Regions from separate parts of the Zea mays genome. Here region 2 is linked to region 1. The links are chromatin contacts, called in public Hi-C maps. All regions are on one chromosome and are shown on one strand. The core of a region is the stretch at or near the end of the contact, and the rest is flanking DNA. Distances in the headings are between cores, read along the strand shown. Region 1 holds the start of LOC100272912. Region 2 holds the start of LOC100285184 (zinc finger, C3HC4 type family protein).

Region 1 (5,069 bases), core at 1,188-3,687:
GTGCTTGTTTCTAACATGAAAGGACCCAAGATTGTTTGGGTACCTAAGAACAAGGCCTAAATTGTTTTGCATGTTTATGCATCCGGGGGCTCAAGTTGGATAATTGATAGCGGATGCACAAACCATATGACAGGGGAGAAAAGAATGTTCTCCTCCTACGAGAAAAACGAAGATCCCCAAAGAGCTATCACATTCGGGGATGGAAATCAAGGTTTGGTCAAAGGACTTGGTAAAATTGCTATATCACCTGACCATTCTATTTCTAATGTTTTTCTTGTAGATGCTTTAGATTACAATTTGCTTTCAGTTTCTCAATTATGCAAAATGGGCTACAACTGTCTTTTTACAGATATAGGTGTTACTGTCTTTAAAAGCAGTGATGATTCAGTAGCATTCAAGGGAGTGTTAGAGGGTCAGCTATACTTGGTTGATTTTAACAAAGCTGAACTTGACACTTATTTAATTGCTAAGACTAATATGGGTTGGCTCTGGCATCGCTGACTAGCCCATGTTGGAATGAAGAATCTCCACAAACTTCTAAAGGGAGAGCATATTTTGGGACTAATAAATGTTTATTTTGAGAAAGACAGGATTTGTAGCGCATGTCAAGCAGGAAAGCAAGTTGGCACCCTCCATCCACACAAAAACATAATGACAACGGACAGGCCACTGGAGCTACTCCACATGGATCTATTTGGCCCGATTGCCTACATAAGCATCGGCGGGAGTAAGTACTGTCTAGTAATTGTGGATGACTATTCTCGCTTCACTCATGAGAAGCCTCTCATATTTTTTTTCTTTACAGCGAACCAAAAAGAAAGTATTCAACATACCAATGAAGGTAGGTAAGATACATTATGTAAATAAGCAAGAAAATTATACAATATGCAACCACTAAATTATTCTATGAACACATAACTATTCTTAACATATAAAACCATGGAAAAAGAAACTTACAAAAGAAACATATAGAATAGCATGGGAAAAGTGTAGTGTCTTTTCACGTTGACTAGATGATAGTATGTCCCCAATGTGTGCAATCTGCTAATTTTGGACAATCAAATATTCGATAGTACTTTGAAGCAGTGAAGAGGCATGGAATGATGTAGTAGCACAATCTGTAACTTGCAAGTTAATTCAATGAATGTGACGACTCTTAACTTAAGACAGTAGTAGAATAATTCTTGGTATATATAAGCAGTGAAGAATGTGACAGTGAATTTGCAATAGTAGATAGCAAGCAGAATCACCTTGCAAGACCATTCTGGCCGAAAAATTTGTAGTGATGTCAGGTAGGAAGCTCAGTGGAGAACCAGATATAAGTTGGTAAATAATTACAATGTTTCTCACAGAGAATTATTGTTTATGTAAGAAGTGATTGAAAGAATGCTAACTAACTTATCAAAGCATTGTAATGCTTAACCACAAAGTTGCTAATCACGCTTCATATCAGAATATTATTAGAGGAAATTAAATTCAGGTAAATATGTGGCACTGAATAAATGGTAGCACCCAGGCGGGGGAAGAGGGTGGGGGACGAAGCACCGAGGAAGGTGGTAGTTGGTTTTCCTACCTCAGGCCGGGACACAGGCGACGACGTGGCCGCGGCACGACGCACACGCAGGGCACAACGTGGTCGGCGACGGGGGGGGGGGGGGGGGCGCAAAGGCACGGTAGCAGCACTGCTAGATCGGCGAGCGGGCGACGCGGGCTGCGTCGCGGTGTGGCCGCGCCGCGGACAGGCGCATAGCGAGGCCACACGGACACGACACGCGACAAGGCGGTGGCGTGTGCGGCCACGTCAGCGGTGTTTACCGGGGGGCACGAAGCACCCAAGGAGCGGCACAGACGGAGTTTTGAGGCTTGGTAGGGGCTGCAGACTTCGCGGCGACGGTGCACAAGGGAGCGTCGGAGCAACGATGTGGCGTTTGAGACCAAGGAGGGAAGGGAGGGGCTTGCTGCGCTCCTGCTCCCAGTTCTGCTGCACGCGACGGCCGCAGTGGGGAGGGGACGAGGGGGCTTTTGCAAGACATGGAGGTGGGGACGCCGGACGCTCACAGGTGATAGGAAGCTTCGAGAGAAGCCGTACGGTCGCAGGCTCGCAGCTGTAGACGTTGGGACGACTTCATGTTCTTTTGGCCGTTAGATAAGGAACCTGTGGTCAAAATCAAAAGTGTTGTCGTGGACACATGTGTGAGCGGAAATCTGTTCTGCTTTAATAATAAGAAAATTTATAGAGAAACAGATACCCCTCCTCTCCTACTCACACAGTCACACTGCAATAATAACCGAGTAAGATGACGAAGAATTCGGCCCAACCATATGCGGAGGCCCAACCATAGCTCTCACACGGCCTTATAACAGCCCAAAGCGGCCCACTGGAGGCGGCAACACGTCTTCCACAAGAGTGAGTGTGAGACCAGTCGTCACCGTCCTCCACTCCCAAATTTGTTGCCTTGAGGCGGCGGCCGGCGGGAGAGAGCAGCTCTAGAGAGAACAGAGAGCGCATAACTAGCGGCGGCGGCGATGAGGATAGAGGAGGTGCAATCGACCTCGAAGAAGCAGCGCATCGCCACCCACACTCACATCAAGGGCCTCGGCCTCGACGTAGCTGCCCGCTCCTCATCCTTCCCCCTCTGTTTGTCCTAGGGTTTTAGCTATTCTGTGTGTATGCGTAGTAGCCCCTCACTTTCTTATTCTTCTTCTTCTTGCGAAGCAGGCCAATGGAATGTCGATGCCGTTGGCGGCGGGGTTCGTGGGCCAGGCGGCGGCGCGCGAGGCGGCCGGGCTGGCGGTCGACATGATCCGCCAGAAGAAGATGGCCGGTCGCGCGCTGCTCCTTGCGGGCCCGCCCGCCACGGGCAAAACGGCGCTAGCGCTCGGCATAGCGCAGGAGCTCGGCAGCAAGGTCCGTGCGCCTAGTGGCTTATATTTGTTTTCTGGTACTTCGAAGAAATGATTTTATTGCTTCGCCATTTTTCTCTGTTGTGGGTCACATGAGTGGAGCCTGACAAGGGATAAACTAGGGATGAAAGTGGGTATCCGAATTGTTGGGACAAATTTAATATTTTAAAATAGATATGCATTAAATTTGGTGCTCATCTTTTCTTATGTTATCAATCACACTATTATGAACAAAAACATTTTGTCTCTGGTTGGGCTGTTGCGGAGTGGAGGGTTGATGCCGGCCCGTTAGTGATGGGGGCCAGGGTTCAGGGATTTTCTCGGCCGGTACCATTGTTTCGGTCTCTTAATAGGCGGTCATTCCCTCCCCGATTGAGTTTACTGTACCAGGAGGTCTCTCCCTCTCTAATATATATACACAGGTTAGACCTAGGACCAAGCCATTAACTAAGACGGTGTTCCCCCTATTAGGGAACATGGTTTGTTAGCCTCCTAAGACTCAGTCAGTTCTTTGACTAAGCCCAAGACCAACCCTAACAGTTTGGTGAACAAGCTCTGGGTGGGCAGGAAAAAGAACAGTTTAGCTAATTCATAGGTATCTTGAGGTATTGTAGCACACCTAATGTCATTTTAGCCGCATGGTTCGAGTTTTATGTTCATCTAGCTTAACTGGGTGTTCTGGTGGGACAGTTTGTCTGAAAAATGTTACTGATGTTGATAAGCTGTGATGCTTGCTGGATTCACTGTAGCATTTATGCTATAATCTTCTGATGTTTCCTTCCCCTGTCACTGCAATGCAGGTCCCATTCTGTCCTATGGTAGGATCAGAAGTGTACTCCTCAGAGGTCAAGAAAACTGAGGTGCTGATGGAAAATTTCCGTAGAGCTATAGGTTTGCGTATAAAGGAAAACAAAGAGGTTTATGAAGGAGAGGTAAGCAATGCATGGTTATTAAAGCGGTAAAACGTTAAAACGTTATGAACCACCTTTTTAACATTTAAACGTTGAAACGAACGTTGAAACGTCTTTTCAGACATTACATAAATTTTCAATTATAGAATATGTTCATACATAAGTTAAGTACTTGAGTTCACAAAACAAAATGAAACAGATCAAGTTCAACCACACAAGTTACAACTTGTATCTATGATCAGTAACCATAAACTCTTGATGACTGAAAGTCTGAAACTAGGGAGGGCGTCACTGTTTGAACTGGAAGACTGAACCTGGAACTCCTGATGATTGAAAGTCTAAAGCTAGGGAGGGTGGCGCTTCACTCGCCTGGCAGCGCTTCACTCGCCTGGCAGCGCTGGACTGTTGGAGGATGGAGAGGGAGGAGGGGGCAGAGGAGAGGAGGGAGGCTGTTGGCGCTGGACGCTGTAACCGGAGGGAGGGCGGCAGGCGACGGTGGAGATGGATGCGGGAGGGTGTCGACGACGCTGGAGGAGAGGAGTTGTGTGGCGGCGCTGGAGGAGGGAGTCGGGCGGCGATGCTAGAGGAGGGAGTCGGGCGGCGGCGCTAGCAGGACCTGGAGGAGATGATGGAGGCGGGTGGCGGCGCTAGCAACAACACAAAGGAGAGTATGTCGTGCCCTATGCCCTGTGTATTTTTTGGCCTGTGAAAGGTCCAATAACACGTAGAACGTCTTGAACATGCCTAGAACGTCCGAAAACGAGAAAACGACGTTTAGACGTGATAAACGGACGTGCTACGCGTTTTTGCTAAAATGGCCGGACGTTCTAAACTCTAACTTTAAATGACGCTTAAACGATGTTTAAGCGACGTTTTAATAACAATGAAGCAATGCATACAAGCACATGTCCATGTTAAACGAATACTAGGCTATAATATTAGATTAGTGGTTTTATTTATTTATCAACTGTTTCATTATCGCTTTGGTAGCTAATGTTCACTTCTTGCTTCTATAATAGATATACCAATGTTGCTCTGTTCCTAGGTTATTGAACTTTCCCCAGAAGAGGCTGAGAGCACAACTGGTGGATATGCGAAAAGCATTAGCCACGTAATCATTGGCTTAAAGACTGTCAAAGGGACTAAGCAATTGAAATTAGACCCTTCAATTTATGATGCTTTGATCAAGGAAAAGGTAACTGCCTGATTTTTTATCTATCCTGCTGGTGGTAGACTTTTGGATTAAGTTTTTAC
Region 2 (5,069 bases), core at 1,248-3,747, 770 kb before region 1:
CGTTCCCGGGTTACGTCATGCGCGCCACCCTCCAGCCGGGCTGTTGCAGAGTGGACGGTGACAGCCCGCTGGTGATGGAAGCCAGGGTTCGGGGATTTTCTCGGCCGGGACCATGTTTCGGTCTCTTCTTAGTATAATACCGGGAGGACGGTCTTTCCCACTCCGGCCGAGTTTTTTTTAATAATGCAGCAAACAGAAAATTTGTTATGTATTTCTAGCTTCAGCTAAATCAATGAAATCTGGAAAAGAAAGTGAAAAAATGATTCAGCTCAAAATATGTCAATAGAGAATTACTGGATCTGTTTCCATGGTCTATAAAAGGCGTGAGTATCTCACCAGTTGCACAATAAAGAAGATTAGTGTGTGATCCCTAACAACCAGAAGTTGAAACTTCAATCTTAACCACCATCGATCTGGAGGAACATTTGCACGAAGAAAGAATGCAGCTCGACATTCAGTGCAATGTGAAAATGCAAAACCTTCCTGGGTAATGTGTTACAGACATACTAGGTTAGAGCCAACTAGACTAATAATGATGATTAGGAAGCATCTTTTAAGTCTGCAGTTTAGAGAATAGATGCTCTAGAATCCAGACCTTTGTTGATCTCCAGTTATCAAGACAGGACCTATGGACATACTTCTGCGTTCCCTTGCAACGGCAGGGCGCAATCAAGTCATCACCTACTCCGTGGCAGGTATGCAACAAAACAAACATGAATTAAATATTAAAAAATAACAAGGCATTTCAAATTCCTTAACAACTATCTATCTAAGAAAAGTTCTAATAGTCACCACTATTCTTAAGGCGTCGCCTAGGCAACGCCTAGGCGTCCAAGCGCTCGGGCAAAACTGGCCGCCTTGCTCGCCTTACCCGCCTAGGCGTCGCCTAGGCGCTAAGGCGGTTGTCTGCTGCACTTGCTCGCCTAGGCGCCTTAAGAACACTGATAGTCAAAGAGCAAACCTTCACTATCAAGGCAAATCCGGCATTGAGGAACGTCCTGAATAACAAGGTGAGTTTCTTCATTGGCATCGATATGTTCATTGTCGTTGTCATCATCAACGCTCACTGGGTTGATTTCACATGAGGCTAGATGCTCTGTTGATCTCTCTATCAGGTTTAGTTGTGAACTTGTTGACTGTGAATCTGACACTTCTGCATGATCACAATGGGGCACAAACTGCATCGTCTCTTCTGTTTGAGTGCCATGAGAAGCCAACTGCATGATAAACAGGACCCAAATCATAGCCAGACATCACCAAGCAAGCATTTTGTCAAGCATTTGATAAAAAAACCAGGTCCTGCAAGATAATATGTGGTAGGTAAGTCGTGTACCAATAAGTAGGATGTGCTGAAAGGTTAAAACTGATAAACTACATGTTAAAAATAAATCAATACCACATAAAAATCAAGCCAATTAGAATAAAATGCCCTCATGCACATAATCTATCACAATGATTTTAAGTATGGCTAGCTAGCTGAAACCTAAAGTTTGGTTGGGTCATCACTCATCAGGGATAATATCAGTCTCAGAATATGGAGATGATAAGTCATGTATATGTTAATCAGAGCATGGGTGCTTTTGCTTAGCTTGATATTTCAACCTTTACTCGGTAAAATGAACCAACATACTTGATAGCGAAGCCATTAGGTTCGAACGGTCGGTTTTGTGTTACTTGGTTTTAAAAGATTTGATGTCTGACTGTTCCGTCTGCTTTGCTGGGGCTGACAGGTAAAGCAGTAATATACGGTTCAATCCCATGTTGGGAGCCTATTACTATTGTTTATACTTTTGAGTTTTGATAAGGATCGGTGCACTAGATTTTGCCAGCCACACTACAAAATAAAGTTAGCTACTACTGTGGGGACCAGTGACCAAGGCGAGCCTGACCTCAACCCAGCCACAGCCAGCATCGATGGATATGGATGGAACCAGGAAAGGAGGGAATCGAATTCCAACAGTATATCTGCTCGAACCAAGTATCTCTAGCACATCACCATCTTATCTAGAACCACACAAAACCCCCACGGTTCCAGATACCCATATCCCAGTTATTACTGTCCCGATTCCCCCGCTACCTATGATGCAGCAGCGCCAATCCAGAGCCTTCAGCTGCTGGGTTAGCTACACATACATGCGCATGGGTCCGTCGAAGCGCCCTGCGGGACGACTGCTGACGAGAGTCGAGGAGCAGAGCAGAGCAGAGCAGAACGCGAATCGGCGACCCTAGACGCCGCGGTCGCGCGAGAGGACGGAAGAGGCGCGAGCGTACGTACCTCGTGCGCCCACGCGGGATGTGTCTCCCTCCAATGGGGGTGGGGGGATCAGGCAGAGGCGCGGCGGAGATCTGAGCGCCGGGCGAAGGTGACGAGATAGGAGACGAGCGGCCGGAGGTATGGTATGGTATGGTATGGACGGGTGCGGCCGGCGGGGGGGCGGCGGCGTCAGGTGTCTTGTTCTGGAAGGGAGGGATTCGAGACCGGAGACTTGGAGACGGGAAGATTGGGAATGGAAAGGGTTGGTTGGATTGTCCTGTTGCTCGTCTTGTACTCTTGTTCCCTGCTCCTTCTCCGTCCCGCCCTGCATTGACCTCGACGCGCTCGGTTTGATTTCTTTTTCTCTTTTTTTAAAAAATTTTTGGACCAAGCAGGGATGGCTAAGGGCCTGTTTCTGTTTGGATCTACCTCGGTTTTAAAAAAAAAAACTGATTTCTATACCTGATTTCTAGAAACTGGCTTTTAGATAAAAACTGCACAAAAGTGTTTGAATCAAAAGTTTTTAAAATTTGGTCTCTAGCTTCGACAATGACCGTTGTATCCTTGGCGGAATGCATGAGCAAGAGCGCAGGTCAGATCGATCTGCGGCCGCGCTGAAGGAAACGGAGGCCTGGGCGCTCCCACGAGATGACGAGATGCGTGGAGGAGTCGAGGAGACACGAGTAGAGATGGCAATAGATCTCGTTTCCTAATTCTTTACGGGAATTCATTAGGAAACGGGAAAGTTTTTTATCTCACAGGGATATAAATAGAAAAAAAATCTCTCTAGACCAATAAACGAGAATGGGTACGAGAAAGCATTTCTCATCCATTTTTCATATAGACCCCGTTAAATTTATATATGGTGATATTTTTTATATAATAGTTAATAATAAAAATAAATAATTATATTGTTAAGAGATTAGATGTTATATAAATATGTTTATTTTAATGTGCATAATGATTTTTTATATCTGACACTAATTTCCCGTTTCCATTCCTGGCGTGAGTGTTGCCTCCTGGGCGGTTACAACACGCCTGGATGTAGACCGGACGCCTGGGCGTGGAGTTGGCCGGATTGCTGCTCGGATGAACACGGGGAGGCCTGGGCGCGTGGAGTTGTTGCTCGCGACGGTGGCATTGTTTAGTAATTATTTTCCAACTCATTAAGGGTAGTACGTAATTAGCCAACCAAAACTGGTTTTAGTAAGGGTTAAACAGATTATTGATTTTTAAGAAACCAGGAAACAGGTTTTTGGAAATTGAATAAAAACTATACCTGTGTAAAGGCCTTCTAACTTTTAAAAATCAGTTTATAAGAAACTAGGCAAATCAAAATAGAACCTAAGCTAGTGGAAATAGCTAACAGCCCAACGAATATTGCGCAAGCGTGAAGTCTTCGTGAATCATAGAATCGTAGTCAGTGGCGGTCTGGCGGACATGAAGGGGCCCCTACTATGTTGATAAAACTCCATTGGCTATAGAGGTATAGTATAGATGAGAAAGAAGGAAGAAGAAAAATAGAGAAAAATGAGCCCTCACACTGTTGGAGAAAGAGGTGGAGGTTAGAGGAGAAGAGAAGAGAGGAAAAAAATGAGAGAAACATAAGTCCCTACCAGCTTGTTTTTGTCTTCACCGTCGGTCACTAGTAAATTAGCCCCTCCCTTAGTCTATTCCTGGATCTGGCGCTGGTCGTAGTTGTACGTTTAAACCTGCACGAAGGAGTATAGAGCCATTAATTTTTCCTTTGCCACACCAAAAAAGTATATGATACCACATTCAACTTACGAGGCGTTTGGTCCTTTTATTTTAGAGGATTTGGAATTCACTTAATTAAGTAACATATTTAGCTTGGATTTTGACATTCATCACTTTCTAAAGTTCTGATATAAGCTTATCTCAAATTCATACGGTCGAGGATGTTAAATGATTTTATGTATTACTAGAATTGGTTTCTACTATGTAGCTTACAAGACGATCTTTAACTCATTCATTTATAGTAAAAATATAGCACATAAATATCTCCGACGTCTTGCTAATAATATTATATTGATATATTTTATATAAAACTGAATTAGTTTAATTGATATATGCCTAAATTACTATATTAGAATGGAATTCAATTCCAATGATCTAAACGGGTCGTTAGGGCTTTTAGAAACACCCCGTTTTTAAGAAACTGGTTTATAAAAATTGAGTTGGTTCTGAACATACCAATTTATGTTCCAGTTTATGAAAATTGGATTCCCAATTTTTTAAAAATCAAGAAACTAGGCTATCCTAGCTAATATAGAAGTTTTAAATACCATTAACCAGTTTTTTTATAAACTAGTTTCTAGAAACTAGAAATAGAAACTCGCATTCTTAAAAACTAGTCGATACCAAACAAGGCCTTAATTTGTTGTTATAATTATACACGGTCAATGGTTTATTTAGCAAATTCAGTTTCGTTCCGTCTCTTGGAGAGATGGATTTTAATTTTAGAAGCCAAACTGTGTTATTGTTTGTTGTCTTATCTTATTTGATATTTGGTTCACAGCCATCGAAATACTTTGTTTGCACTTTATTCTATTCACCGGCGTGCCTCTAAATCCAATCAGATTGAGCAAATTTTTGGTGGTAAAACAAAACAGGAACATCACAAAATTTAGCTCCATCTATATCTATCAATCAAATACTGCATCATCTGTCAGCCGGCAATGTCGTACAATTTGCTCAAAACAAAACAGGAACATCACAAAATTTCCATTGCCATGTCACAAATGACGACGGCAAACCTAGTCAGAGTCAGGGTCCCCGTCGACGATATCTGGCA

Evidence for each region. Hi-C and Micro-C count contacts between places; a contact is called where the count stands out from the background.
Region 2: a contact with region 1 is called in a Hi-C map of ear, with 2.6 times the contacts expected there. The contact joins the promoter of LOC100285184 here to the promoter of LOC100272912 in region 1. A contact is called at or near these places in 2 of 25 Hi-C or Micro-C datasets (ear and tassel).

The regions. Positions count from the first base shown.
Region 1 is chr5:76,189,128-76,194,196 of Zm-B73-REFERENCE-NAM-5.0, reverse strand. It overlaps LOC100272912, which reads left to right and starts at 2,437. Exons shown (of 12, transcript NM_001147364.1): 1 at 2,437-2,607; 2 at 2,720-2,908; 3 at 3,705-3,836; 4 at 4,861-5,010. The coding sequence starts at 2,527.
Region 2 is chr5:76,955,852-76,960,920 of Zm-B73-REFERENCE-NAM-5.0, reverse strand. It overlaps LOC100285184 (zinc finger, C3HC4 type family protein), which reads right to left and starts at 2,497. Exons shown (of 8, transcript NM_001158078.2): 1 at 2,276-2,497; 2 at 962-1,299; 3 at 596-681; 4 at 337-483. The coding sequence starts at 1,244. It overlaps LOC103626575 (proline-, glutamic acid- and leucine-rich protein 1), which reads right to left. Exons shown (of 13, transcript XM_008646987.3): 13 at 4,877-5,069. The coding sequence ends at 5,032.